Linked DNA regions of Oryctolagus cuniculus: region 2 is linked to region 1. A link is a contact called in public Hi-C data. All regions are on one chromosome and are shown on one strand. The core of a region is the stretch at or near the end of the contact, and the rest is flanking DNA. Distances in the headings are between cores, read along the strand shown.

The links. Hi-C and Micro-C count contacts between places; a contact is called where the count stands out from the background.
Region 2: a Hi-C map of an unstated tissue shows a contact between it and region 1, with 2.4 times the contacts expected there. The contact joins two enhancer-like sites. A contact is called at or near these places in 2 of 6 Hi-C or Micro-C datasets (ear pinna and an unstated tissue).

What each region holds. Positions count from the first base shown.
Region 1 is chr15:85,144,806-85,150,611 of mOryCun1.1, reverse strand. No RefSeq gene overlaps it. Among named protein-coding and RNA genes, the nearest start is that of FXYD4, 17 kb to the right of the region's middle. Within about 2 kb of position 2,626, at least 1 of the 8 cell types and tissues checked has an H3K27ac peak or open chromatin away from gene starts, as enhancers often do.
Region 2 is chr15:85,316,862-85,322,667 of mOryCun1.1, reverse strand. No RefSeq gene overlaps it. Among named protein-coding and RNA genes, the nearest start is that of CSGALNACT2, 15 kb to the right of the region's middle. Within about 2 kb of position 2,092, at least 5 of the 8 cell types and tissues checked have an H3K27ac peak or open chromatin away from gene starts, as enhancers often do.

The DNA of each region.
Region 1 (5,806 bases), core at 1,377-3,876:
GCTCCTGCCCTTCCTCTTCGTCCCTGTCCACAGAATCCAGCTTCCTCAGAACCCTCTCCCATTCTTCATCAAGTCCAGGCTACCCAAACAAGCGGCTGCAAAGCCTCACGCAAGCCCCCTCCCCACCCATAAAGCTTCGCCAGCGCCTTCGCCAGTGGAGCTCTCCCCTGCTCCTGCAAAAGCAGCTGCGTTCCAGAAAAGTCTCGGTGATGTCAACAGGGCCCCAGCTGACTCGCTCAGCCAGCAGGCGGTGCACCTGAGCAAGCCCACCCTTACGTGGAAAGGTAGCTTTCTTGTGGCTCAGAGGCAACCCCACCTGCCCAGTGAGCTTGTTTTATAACATGTTTCTGAGGCCGGTGCTGTGGTGAAGCGGTTAAAGCTGCCCTCTGCAGTGCCGGCATCCCTTATGGGCACCAGTTCAAGTCCCGGCTGCTCCACTTCTGATCCAGCTCTCTGCTATGGCCTAGGAAAGCAGTAGAAGATGGCCCAAGTGCTTGGGACCCTGCACCTGCATGGGAGACCCAGAAGAAGCTCCTGGTTCCTGGCTTCAGATGGGGGCAGCTCCAGCCGTTGTGGCCAGTTGGGGGAGTGAATCATCGGATGGAAGACCCCTCCCTCTGCCTCTCCTTCTCTCTCTATGCAACTCTGACTTTCAAATAAATAAATCTTAAAAAAAAAAAAAAAGTTTCTGTCTTGGCACTGCTAGCAGTGGACAGGTGTGGCACCTGTCTCCTCCCATGCACCTTGCTTACCTGACAAAAGCTCTGCCCCCCAAAGATGTCAGGAAGGTTTGCTCATGGCAGCAGAGAGATTTCTTCTGCCAATGACGAGTTACTTTGTGGTTTTGGCGTTTTTCTGCTTCCTTTTTTTCCTACTAAAAGTAGTATGGTGGCAACACTTCTGCAATATTCTGCACCCTGTTCTGCTCCCCCCTCCTCGCCACACGAGAGCACCCCCAGGTTCTGGAGTCCGTCCCAGCAGCCGCCACCCAACACCCAAGCCCCCTCCCACGCCCAGCCCCACCCACAGCTGCACCCTCCCCCATGCCCTGGGTCCTTTTCACTGCCAGTCCCCCAATGTCCTACCTCCCCATCAGTCTCCTCACACACCCAGGCCACCTGCCCACACTGGGAGCCACCCCTCCACCTGCCCACACGCACACCTGGCTCTCCTCCCCATGCCCAGACCCCTTCCCAGGCCAGAACTGCCCCTTCCAAGGCCTTGGGGGACAGCAAGGTGGTTACTGAGCATGGACCAGGCACCGCACAGGACAAGAAACACCTGCACGTGGGAGAAACACTTGATGAGATTTTCCTGAATTTGACAGCATTCAAAACCTTTACAAGAGATTCCCAATGACAAATGGTGAGGCTGATTCCTAAGCTATCAGTTTAAAAAGTTAAAACTAAATAAATAAAAAGTGAAGCCACGTGGGAAGCCCATTTATCTTCCACGTTTCCATAGACATTATTCTCTTGTTCTAAATCACTACTGTCTTATGAAGCAGGGATCACGACTCACAGCTAATTGTTACCTTTCAAATTAATTACGTGACAAGCAATTAACCTCGAATGTGTGGGGCTGCTGTTGTGGCGCAGTGAGTTAAGCCGCTGCCTGTGATGCCAGCATCCCAAATAAGCACCGCTGGTTGAGTCCCGGCTGCTCCACTTCTGATCCAGCTCCCTGCTGATGCACCTGGGAAAGCCGTGGAAGACGGCCCGATTGCTTGGGCCCCTGCACCCCTGTGGGAGACCCAGTTGGAGTTCCTGGCTCCTGGCTTCCACCTGGCCCAGCCCCGGTTGTTGTGGCCATTTGGGGAGTGAACCAGCAGCTGGAAGATATCTCTTTCTGTCTCCCCTCCCCTCTATAACTCTGCTTTTCAAATAAAATAAATAAATCTTTAAAAATTTAAAAATGAAATATGTGACTCTTTGGAATTTTACTTTGTGCTTTCAAATTTGCAATTGGTTTTGCCTTCCTAGCATTCTAAATATAGACTTTCAGACAAAATTTTCTATATTCAGGGGCCAGCACTGAGGCGTAGCAGGCTAAAGCCGCCGCCTGCAGTGCCTGCATTTTATATGGGTGCTGGTTCCAGTCCCGGCTGTTCCACTTCCAATTCAGCTCTTTGCTATGGCCTGGGAGGGCAGTGGGGAACGGCCCAAGTCCTTGGGTCTCTGCACCCACATGGGGGACCTGGAAGAAGCTCCTGGCTCCTGGCTTTGAATCAGCACGGCTCCAGCCATTGTGGCCATTTGGGGAGTGAACCAGTGGATGGAAGACCTCTCTCTCTCTCTCTCTCTCTCTCTCTCTCTCTCTCTCTCTCTCTCTCCCCCTCTCTCCCTCTCCCTGCCTCTGCCTCTCTGTAACTCTGCCTTTCAAATAAATAAGTAAATCTTTAAAAAGAAAAATCCTTTCTCTCTGCCTCTCTCACACTGTCCACTCTGCCTGTAAAAAGAAAAAAAAAAAAGAAAGAAAAAAAGGAAAATCCTGCATTCACAGCTCTGTGTTCTTGTCTTAGCACTAACCCCCTCCCCCACTTCAGTTCCCACTTATGGGTCTTGCCCTCCTGCTGGGGCAGGTGTCCACTCTGAGGGACACTCGTGGGTCCTGCCCTCCCGCTGGGGCGGCTGTCCACTCTGAAGGACACTTGCGGTCTTGCCCTCCCACTGGGGCGGCTGTCCACTCTGAGGGACACTTGTGGTCTTGCCCTCCCACTGGGGCGGCTGTCCACTCTGAGGGACACGCTGGGCTCATCGCTGCCAGGTGCCCCAGCTGTACCACATCCAGCTCCAGAGCCAGAGCTTGCTGACTGCCTTCCACAAAAGGGGCCGAGACCCACGCAGCCCGCTCTGCCCTAGCGCCCCAAGAACGCTGGAGATTCCTGCTCCCCACCGCTGGCGACAAGGAGAGAAAAACAGCAAACCCCACCCGTGCCTCAAGGAAAAACTGGTTCTCCGCCTCCAGACCCTCAGCGTGGAAAATTCCAGTGCTGATCACTGGGAGTTGATATATTAATATTTTACTAGCTTATGAAGAACTTGTATTCAAAGAACAGTTCCCAAGAATTTATACATTAAATTACCAGTCATTTTAATGTTATGTTACAGAAAGGGGGGGGGGGCAGGAAGCAGCTTTTAATTGAACTTGATTGGATTTTTTTCCCTGTTGTTTACTAAATTCCAGCTTCTTCAATAGGTCTTTTTAGTTTGGTAAATACTGCTTTGAAGTACTTGTTATTCTATTTGTAGCCCAACTGAAGGGGACTAGTAACACTAGCTCCCATTGTTTATTGGTGAAGCAGAATAACAAATGATTATACAATGTTGCTGGGGGCGAGGGAGAAGGAAGGCTTTGTCAAGCTCAGATTGCATTTGTATCCAGAATTCCAGGGGCCACAGGTTCAACGAATAACTGAACAAACTTCTGAAAACTAAGGCCATCCATCATTGCAGCCTACATTAACAAACAGCACTCAGACTTGCTAACCACCACTGGCTTTCCATTCTAACGCTGGAGCAATAAAAGCATTCTTCCATCCTGCTGCTACCACTAGGAGCTCTCCTTACCAGATACTTAACCTCATTACGACTAACTTATTTTGATAAAGATGTAGATAAAGAAGTTTGGTGGAGAGACGTTTCTTGGAATGAGGGCCAGGGGTGCAAGATAAGAAACCTTTTTCATAAATTACACTCTAATCTAAAATCTGGGTATGTATTTGACTTCATCAGATCAGTTTAACTGGAAAAAAATGACAGAGAAATTTACAACCAACAGGCGTGGCTCTGGAATGTTTTAAAGGCTTGTTTCTGTCACTGCCTTTAAGAAGCGGCCTCTCCACCCCAGCACTCGGCATCCTCCCACCCATCAACCAATGCTGGAGGTGTAGAGGCAGACCCAGAGCTCCCATCGGAGGGTTCACTTCCCCAGTAGGACTGGGCTGGGCTGAAACAGGAGTTGGGAACTCAGTCCGATTCTGCTATGTGACAGGGGCCCAACCACCTGCTGCTTCCCTGGGTCCATAATAACAGGAAGCTGGCTGGATCAGGAGCAGTCAGGACTCCAACCCAGGCACTAGGATGTGGGATGCGGGCATCCTGATATCTAGTGGTTACCTTAGCCGCCAACACACACCCTAGGGTGTGGCACAGTGAGTTAAGCCACTGTTGTGAAACCAACTGTTGCAGGTATTTGGGGAATGAACCCGCAGGAGGAAGATCTGTTACTGTCTCTCTGTTGTCTCTCTGACACTCTACCTTTCTGGATGGAGCTCTGGGACCAGCCACAGATTTGGGGAGTGAGCCAACCTCTCGCTCCCTCTCTTTCTTTTTCTGTCTCTCTCTGTCACTCTCCCCTTCAAAATTCAATCTTGGGGCTGGTGTTGTGGCATAGTGGGTTAAGCCACCGCCTTTGAAGCCAGCATCCCATAGGAGCACCAGTTCGAGTCTCAGCTGCTCCACTTCCTATCCAGCTCCTTGCTAAAGCTCCTGGGAAAGCAGCAGAAGATAGCCCAGGTGGCTAGGCTCTGCCACCCAAGTGAGAGACTAAGATGAAGCCCCTGGCCTCAGCCTGGTCCAGCTCTGACTGTTGCTGTCATTTGGGGAGCGAACCAGCAGATGGAGGATCTGAGGTTCTTTAAGTTTTATGTATTTATTTATTTATTTGAGAGACAGAGTTACAGACAGAGAGGCAGAGAGACAAAGAGATCTTCCATCTGCTGGTTCACTCCCTACATGGCCACAACAGCCAGAGTTGAGCCAATCTGAAGCCAGGAGCCAGGAGCTTCTTCTGGGTCTCCCATGCAGGTGCAGGGGCCCAAGCATTTGAGCCATCTTCTACTGCTTTCCCAGGCCATAGCAGAGAGCTGGATTGGAAGTGGAGCAGCCGGGACTCGAGCCGGCACCCATATGGGATGCCAGTGCTGCAGGTAGAGAGGCTTAGCCTGCTACGCCCCAGCGCCAGCTCCCCCTTCTCCCTTTCTTAACTGCCTTTCAGATCGATAAATCTCTAAAAATATATAAAATAAAACAGACACACACACATCAAGGAGAAGTATTTAATTTTAAATGTCTACAAACTTGGTGAACCATCGAAGTGGTGACTTTACACGTGTTAACTGTTTGTGGACTGACTCATATCTCAACCAGGCTGTTCTAAACTCACGTTAAAAAGGAACCACTTGTGGTTTTATAAGGAGAGTGGCGCTAGGGCCGGGCCCTCCTGCTGTGAGTCACACCTCCGCCTCTGGCCTCTCAGTTCCTCATCCTCACGCGGGAGCAGTGGGGCTTCCCATGCGTGCTCAACACGCCCTCCCTGGGGCCCAGTGCTCAGGGAACACACAGGTCGGGCACTGCACTGAGGGCACAGAGGGAAGGGGGCGGTCTCCATAGACTGATATGGGCAGTGAAAACCAGGCCTTTAAGAACAAGATGGCCAGCACTGTGGCACAGCAGGTAAAGCTGCCACCTGCAGTGCCAGCATCCCATATGGGCACTGGTTCCAGTCCCGGCTGCTCCACTTCTGATCCAGCTCTCTGCTGTGGCCTGGGAGGGCAGTGGGGAACGGCCCAAGTCCTTGGGCCCTGCACCTGTGTCAGAGACCTGGAACAAACTCCTGGCTTCTGGCTTCGGATCGGCACAGCTCCAGCCATTGTGGCCATTTGAGGAGTGAACCATCAGATAGAAAACCTCTCTCTCTCTGCTTCTCTGTAACTCTTTCAAATCAATAAATAAATCTTTTTAAAAAAATTTTTTAAAATAAATGTAAATGGCCGGCGCCACGGCTCACTAGGCTAATCCTCCAC
Region 2 (5,806 bases), core at 843-3,342, 170 kb before region 1:
CCGGGACTAGAACCCGGTGTGCCGGCGCCGCAAGGTGGAGGATTAGCCTATTGAGCCGCGGCACCAGCTAATGGCAAAGCACTCTCGACACTTGAGCCATCACCACTACTTCCCAGGGTCTACATTAGCAGGAAGCTGGGGGCAGGTACTGAACCAAACCCAGGTCCTTCAACACGGAACACAGCAGTAACCACTGGGCTGAATGGATGCCTGTTATTTTGTGTTTGATTGCTTGGAACAGAGAGAGTGTAAGATGTGTTCATTACCAATGAAGTTCCATCAGAAGTGAGAGGGAGTTGCCGGCACTGTGGCAGAGTAGGTTAAGTATCAGCCTACAGCACTGGCATCCCGTGTGGGTGAGGGTTCAAGTCCTGATCCAGCTCCGCTTCTGATCCAGCTCCCTAATGATGGCCTGGGAAAGCAGAGGAAGGTGGCCCAAGTTCTTGGACCCCTGCACCCGCATGGCAGACCCCGAAGAAGCTCCTGGCTCCTGGCTTTGGATAGACCCCACTCTGGCTGTTGCAGCCATTTGGAGGGGTGAATCAGCGGATGGAAGACCTCTCTCCCTCCCTCTGCCTGCAACTCTGCCTTTCAAGGTAAATAAGTAAAGCTTAAAAAAAAAAAAAAAAAAGGAAGGCTCTGCCCCGAGTCGCTGTGAAACCTAACTTACTGCTGCTGTGGATGCCTTCCCATTGGGCTTTGTCAGATTGCGTGATACTTCCTGTAGTCCTTGGCAAGGAGCAGCCGGGTCACTTGGCAAACACTGGTTGTTACCGTCACCAGTCTGATGTGTGGCCACAGTGCAGTGGATGCTGAGCACCTGTTTTCTTTCCAGGGGACAGAATGTCACCTGGGCGCATGGACAGGGGCTTTTGTGTTTGCATCACCAGCCAGCGAGGCCACCCCTGGCCCTTGGTGTCTACTCATGGCTCTGCAGACTGCAGAAGCTGGAGATAAGGTGTGTGTTCAGCTTCCCAGTAGTTTGGGCAACACTTCTGCTGCTAACGGCTCCTCACTGCTGACTGTGTTTCACATCTCGGGCCAGTTACCTGCTGCAGCCTTAAGCTCTGAGTATATAGGAGCCCAGGATGCGAAACACTGGTGCTAAGAGCCCCCCCTTTTTTTAAAGAACAGAACTTCCATTAGGAATATTTATGTATATTTTTAGAGATTTATTTTTTATTTATTTGGAAGACAGAATTACAGAGAGAGGTAGAAACAGAGAGAGGTCTTCCATTGCTGGTTCACTCCCCAGATGGCCGCAACAGCCAGAGCTGCACCAATCCAAAGCTAGGATCCAGGAGCTTCTTCTGGGTCTCCCACATGGGTGCAGGGGCCCAAGCACTTGGGCCATCTTCCACTGTTTTCCCAGGCCATAGCAGAGAGCTGGATCAGAAGAGGAGCAGCCAGGACTGGAACCGGTGCCCATATGGGATGCCGGCACTTCAGGCCAGGGCTTTAACCCGCTGCACCACAGCGCTGGCCCTATGTTTTTGCTCTTTTTTTTTCCCCCAGAAACAACACATTTTCTGCCAACCTCCACAAAGGAGGCCTGGCCACCACGAAGCCAGCTAATATTTGGGTGAGAATCCAGTTGACCATGTTTAAGAGCAGGGCTTGTTTGAATACTTTATGTACAAAGGAAAATTCAGAAGGGCGAGGCAGATTTCCTCCAGTCTAAAGGAAGCGTTTCTTCTCTCTGACTCCGGTGCCTGTTCACATGCAGAATATTCTATTGCCTCTGCAACTGGAGGGTGGTTCTAGGCACACCTAAGAAACCCTCAGAGCTTGGGTGTCCCTGTCCCGTCTGGGTGGTGGCAGCCTGGGACAGAACTTTGCAGAGCCTTCTACCACTCTGGGGAGCTGGATCATCTTAGCTTGAGAGCCCAAAATGCCACCCCTGGATGTGGATCATTTTTCAAGTTGGGCAGGTAAGTGACTGCTGACACCTGTGAGGGTAACTTTGCCCTCCCCCCCCCCTCCTGCCCCGCCCAGAGTTACGGGGACAAACACTGCACACACCCAGAATAAGTCAGTTCATCCTTGCAGCTGTGGTTTGGAGTGCTGTGTCAAGTGACGAGATACTCTTGCAGCTGTTCCTGGGATGTGTTAAATGGCAGGACACGGCCAACCAAGATCTCTGGGCTGCAGCCCAGGCCCAAGAGCCTTGGCAGCAGTGGCTGCTGAGACGTCATTGTCACAGGGAACCAGGCCAGGCAGCATGGAGACAGCCCGCAGCCCAAGGCCCGCCCAGCCACTGTGGCTGCAGGAGTCCCCGGCCACCCCAGCAGAGACCACAAACCCACATCCTTGCAAATGATGCTTAGCAATTCAAGTTTAAAAATAAGTGTCGACAGGCAAGGTAAGGAGAGTACATTCTGGGCTTAAAGAAAAAAAAAAGATCATGTTTTGCTGTTGGAAAAGGAAACAATTGATATTTCATACACAGTATTTGCCATGCAAACTGTCCATTTGTTAAATAAAAACAGGAAGTTCATTGTGAGTGTCTGAGTCTGTGTCTATCTTTGCCAAGGCTGTAAACAGTACCAGGGAGATCTGAGGGCTTTGTTAAGGCTCTCATTCCTCACCCGCACCCCTAACCTCCAAAGAAGGTGTCTCTGGGGACGTGGGCGGGACTGGTATGAGGCTGCCTGAGGCAAGCGATGGTGGCTGAAGGGTGGGGGGAGCCAGGCAGTGCCTGTGTCACCGCCTGTGTCCACAAGCCTCTCCCCAAGGACTCGGGACTTGCTCTGTGTTTTGTGCCTTTCTTAGGAGAACTTCAGGGAGCTCAGAAATTTTCCTAGAGATTCCGGCACAGGTCCTGAGACGGTACAGCTGCTGCATTGCTTGGATTCCCAGGGTCTGGGGGACTAAGTGAGATTATGGAAACTAATGGTTGTGTATTTATGAAGAGGCTTTCAGACAGAGCTCTCATCCACCAGTCCACGTGTGGATGCCTGAAACCACAGAGCCAAGTCCTGTAGATGACTACTCAGTGGCTCTCAAGGGGGTAGCTTATACATTGTGGATACAGTGTACATGTGATTCACGTCCTGAGTTGGTCACACTGCTCAGAATGGCACACAACTTAAAACTTAAGAATTGGGGCTGGTGCTATGACTTAGCAGGTAAAGCCGCTGCCTGTAGTGCTGGCATCCCATATGGGCGCCGGTTCAAGTCCCGCCTACTCCTCTTCTGATCCAGCTCTCTGCTATGGCCTGGGAAAGCAGTGGAAGACGGACCAAGTCCTTGGGCCCCTGCACCCGCATGGAAGACCCAGAGGAAGCTCCTGGCTCCCGGCTTTGGATTGGCGCAGCTCCGGCCATTGCAGCCATTTGGGGAGTGAACCAGTGGGTGGAAGACCTCCCTCTCTCTCTCTCTCTCTCTCTCTGCCTCTCTGTGTAACTCTGACTTTTAAATAAATAAATAAAACGTAGGAATCAGAGCAGGTGTTGTGGCACAGCAGGTTAAGCTACAGATTTGGTCGTCTGTGTCCCGTGTCGCAGTGCCTGGTTCAAGTCCCTGCTACCCTGTGCTGCTGATCCAGCTTCCTGCTAATGCACTTGGGTTCCTGCCACTCATGTGGGCGACCCAGATGGAGTGCCCTGGCTATTGTGGCCAACTGAGGGGTGAACCAGCAGATGGAAGATCTCTGTCTCTCCCTCTCTCTCTGTCACTCTGCCTTTCAAATAAATAAACACATCTTGCGGGGGGGCAGGGGGGGAACTCATGACATGTTTATTTTTGGAATTTTTTATTTAACATTTCCAGATTGCAGTTGACTGTGGGTAATTAAAACCGTGGGTAAGGGGAACTTCTTGAAGTCTTCAACTTTGTAAAAATAAACAGAGCCCATCCACGTGAGAACAAGCAGAAACTGTTCTGAAGTTGCTGTAGCAGAAGATTCAGCCAACAGCACTGGCTTTTAGCAGGGCTTTAGAGGCAGGCAGGGCGGGGCTGACGCCGTGATGTAGCAGGTAAAGTCACCATCTGCAGCGCTGGCATCCCATATGGGCAGTGGTTCGAGTCCCGGCTGTTCCACTTCCGATCCAGCTCCCTGACAATGTGTCTGGGAAAGCAGCAGAGGATAGTCCAAGTGCTTGGGCGAACCAGAAGAAGCTCCTGGCTCCTGGCTTCAGCCTGGCCCAGCCCTGGTCATTGTGGCCATTTGGGGAGTGAACCAGCATATGGAAGATTCCCTCTCTGTTTCTCTCTCTCCTTCCCTCCCTCCCTCCCTCTCTCACTGTAACTCTGACTTCCAAATAAATAAATCAATAAATCTTTTTTTAAAAAAAGGCAGGTAGAGGGATGGAAAAGCTTTATAGTAAAAAAAAACTGATTCGAGAGGAGATGGAAAGGCATTAGGAGTGCTGGCTTGGGAGGCTGTGGACGCTGAGGGTAGCTAGCACCAAGGTGTCTTATGTGATTAGTTTGGGGAACGTACTTGGCTTTCTCTGATTGGTTCTGAGCTGGCAATGGGCAAAAAAAAAAAAAGGAAGCAAGGAAGCTGGCAGTTCCTGACCAAGCCCTGACGTCCTGGGCCAGTTGTTGTGGACGCTGTGGTTTGGCTTCCTGTCCTGGCCACTGCGGAGGCTGTGGTCAGAGTCCTTGCATCATACGTGGCCTGGCCAGGCACGCTTTGCATGCTCTGTCTCAGTCCCCATGCTTGGTCATTGCCTTGCCTGCTGACCGGTCCGAGAAGGCTCTTCACAGCTCAGGGATTGCCCAGCCACCTTCATAGCAACCCCACCATCAGGAATAGGAGGACGCAGGGGCCAGCTTAGTGGTGCCGAGGTTTAAGCCTCTGCCCGGGACACTGGCATCCCATAGGAGCGCCAGTTCAAGCCCTAGCTGTGCCACTTCCGATCCAGCTCCCTGCTAATGTGCCTGGAAAAGCAGCAGAAGATGGCCCAAGTGTTTAGACCCCCCCGCACCCGAGTGGGAGAATCAGAGGAAGTTCTAGGCTGCTGGCTTTGGTCTGGCCCAGCCCTGGTATTAAGACCATTTGAGAGAGTGAACCAAGGGATGGAAGATTCTTTGTGTGTGTAATTCTGCCTTTCAAATGGAAAGGAGAGGAGAAAAGAGGGGAGGAAGGAGAAGGGAGGAGAGGGGAGGGGAGGGAAGGGGAGGGGAGGGGAGGGAGAATAGAATATGGTCTCCTTTGACAACGCTTGAATTTCTCAGCTTTCATCAGGGTTGGGGGGTGGAGGGGTCCCTGATGATGGGTGGGTTTACTCGGCAGTCAGTAAGATTGATGGGCAGTGGTTTCCATGTGGGATAATCTAGGAATGTCATTAGGATGAGCCTTGGTCTTCTCTGTTGCAATAACAAAATACTTGAGCCTGGGTAATCCATAAAGAGAAGTTCATGTGGCTCCCAGTTCTGACGTCAGAAGCCCGAGAGCATGGCGCTGGTAGCGGCTTTGGCCTCCCTGCTGCATCGTGACTTGGAGAGACAGAGCACGCCTGTGAGCTCGGTTCTCTCCTCTTGTAAAGCTACCGATGCCATCACGAGCTACACACCAGCCCCCATGGCCTTGTCTGATCCAATCACCTTCCAAAGGCCCTGCCTCCAAACACCGTTCACATATACATTAAAAAAAAATTTTATCTTTCTTTCTGAAAAGCAGAGGCAGAGAGAGAGGGAGACAGACAGACAGACACTGGTTCACTTCCCAAATGGCTGCAATGGCTGGAGCTGCACCGATCTGAAGCCAGGAGCCAGGATGTTCTTCCAGGTCTCCCACGTGGGTGCAGGGGCCCAAGGACTTGGGCCATCTTCTACTGCTTTCCCAGGTTATCAGCAG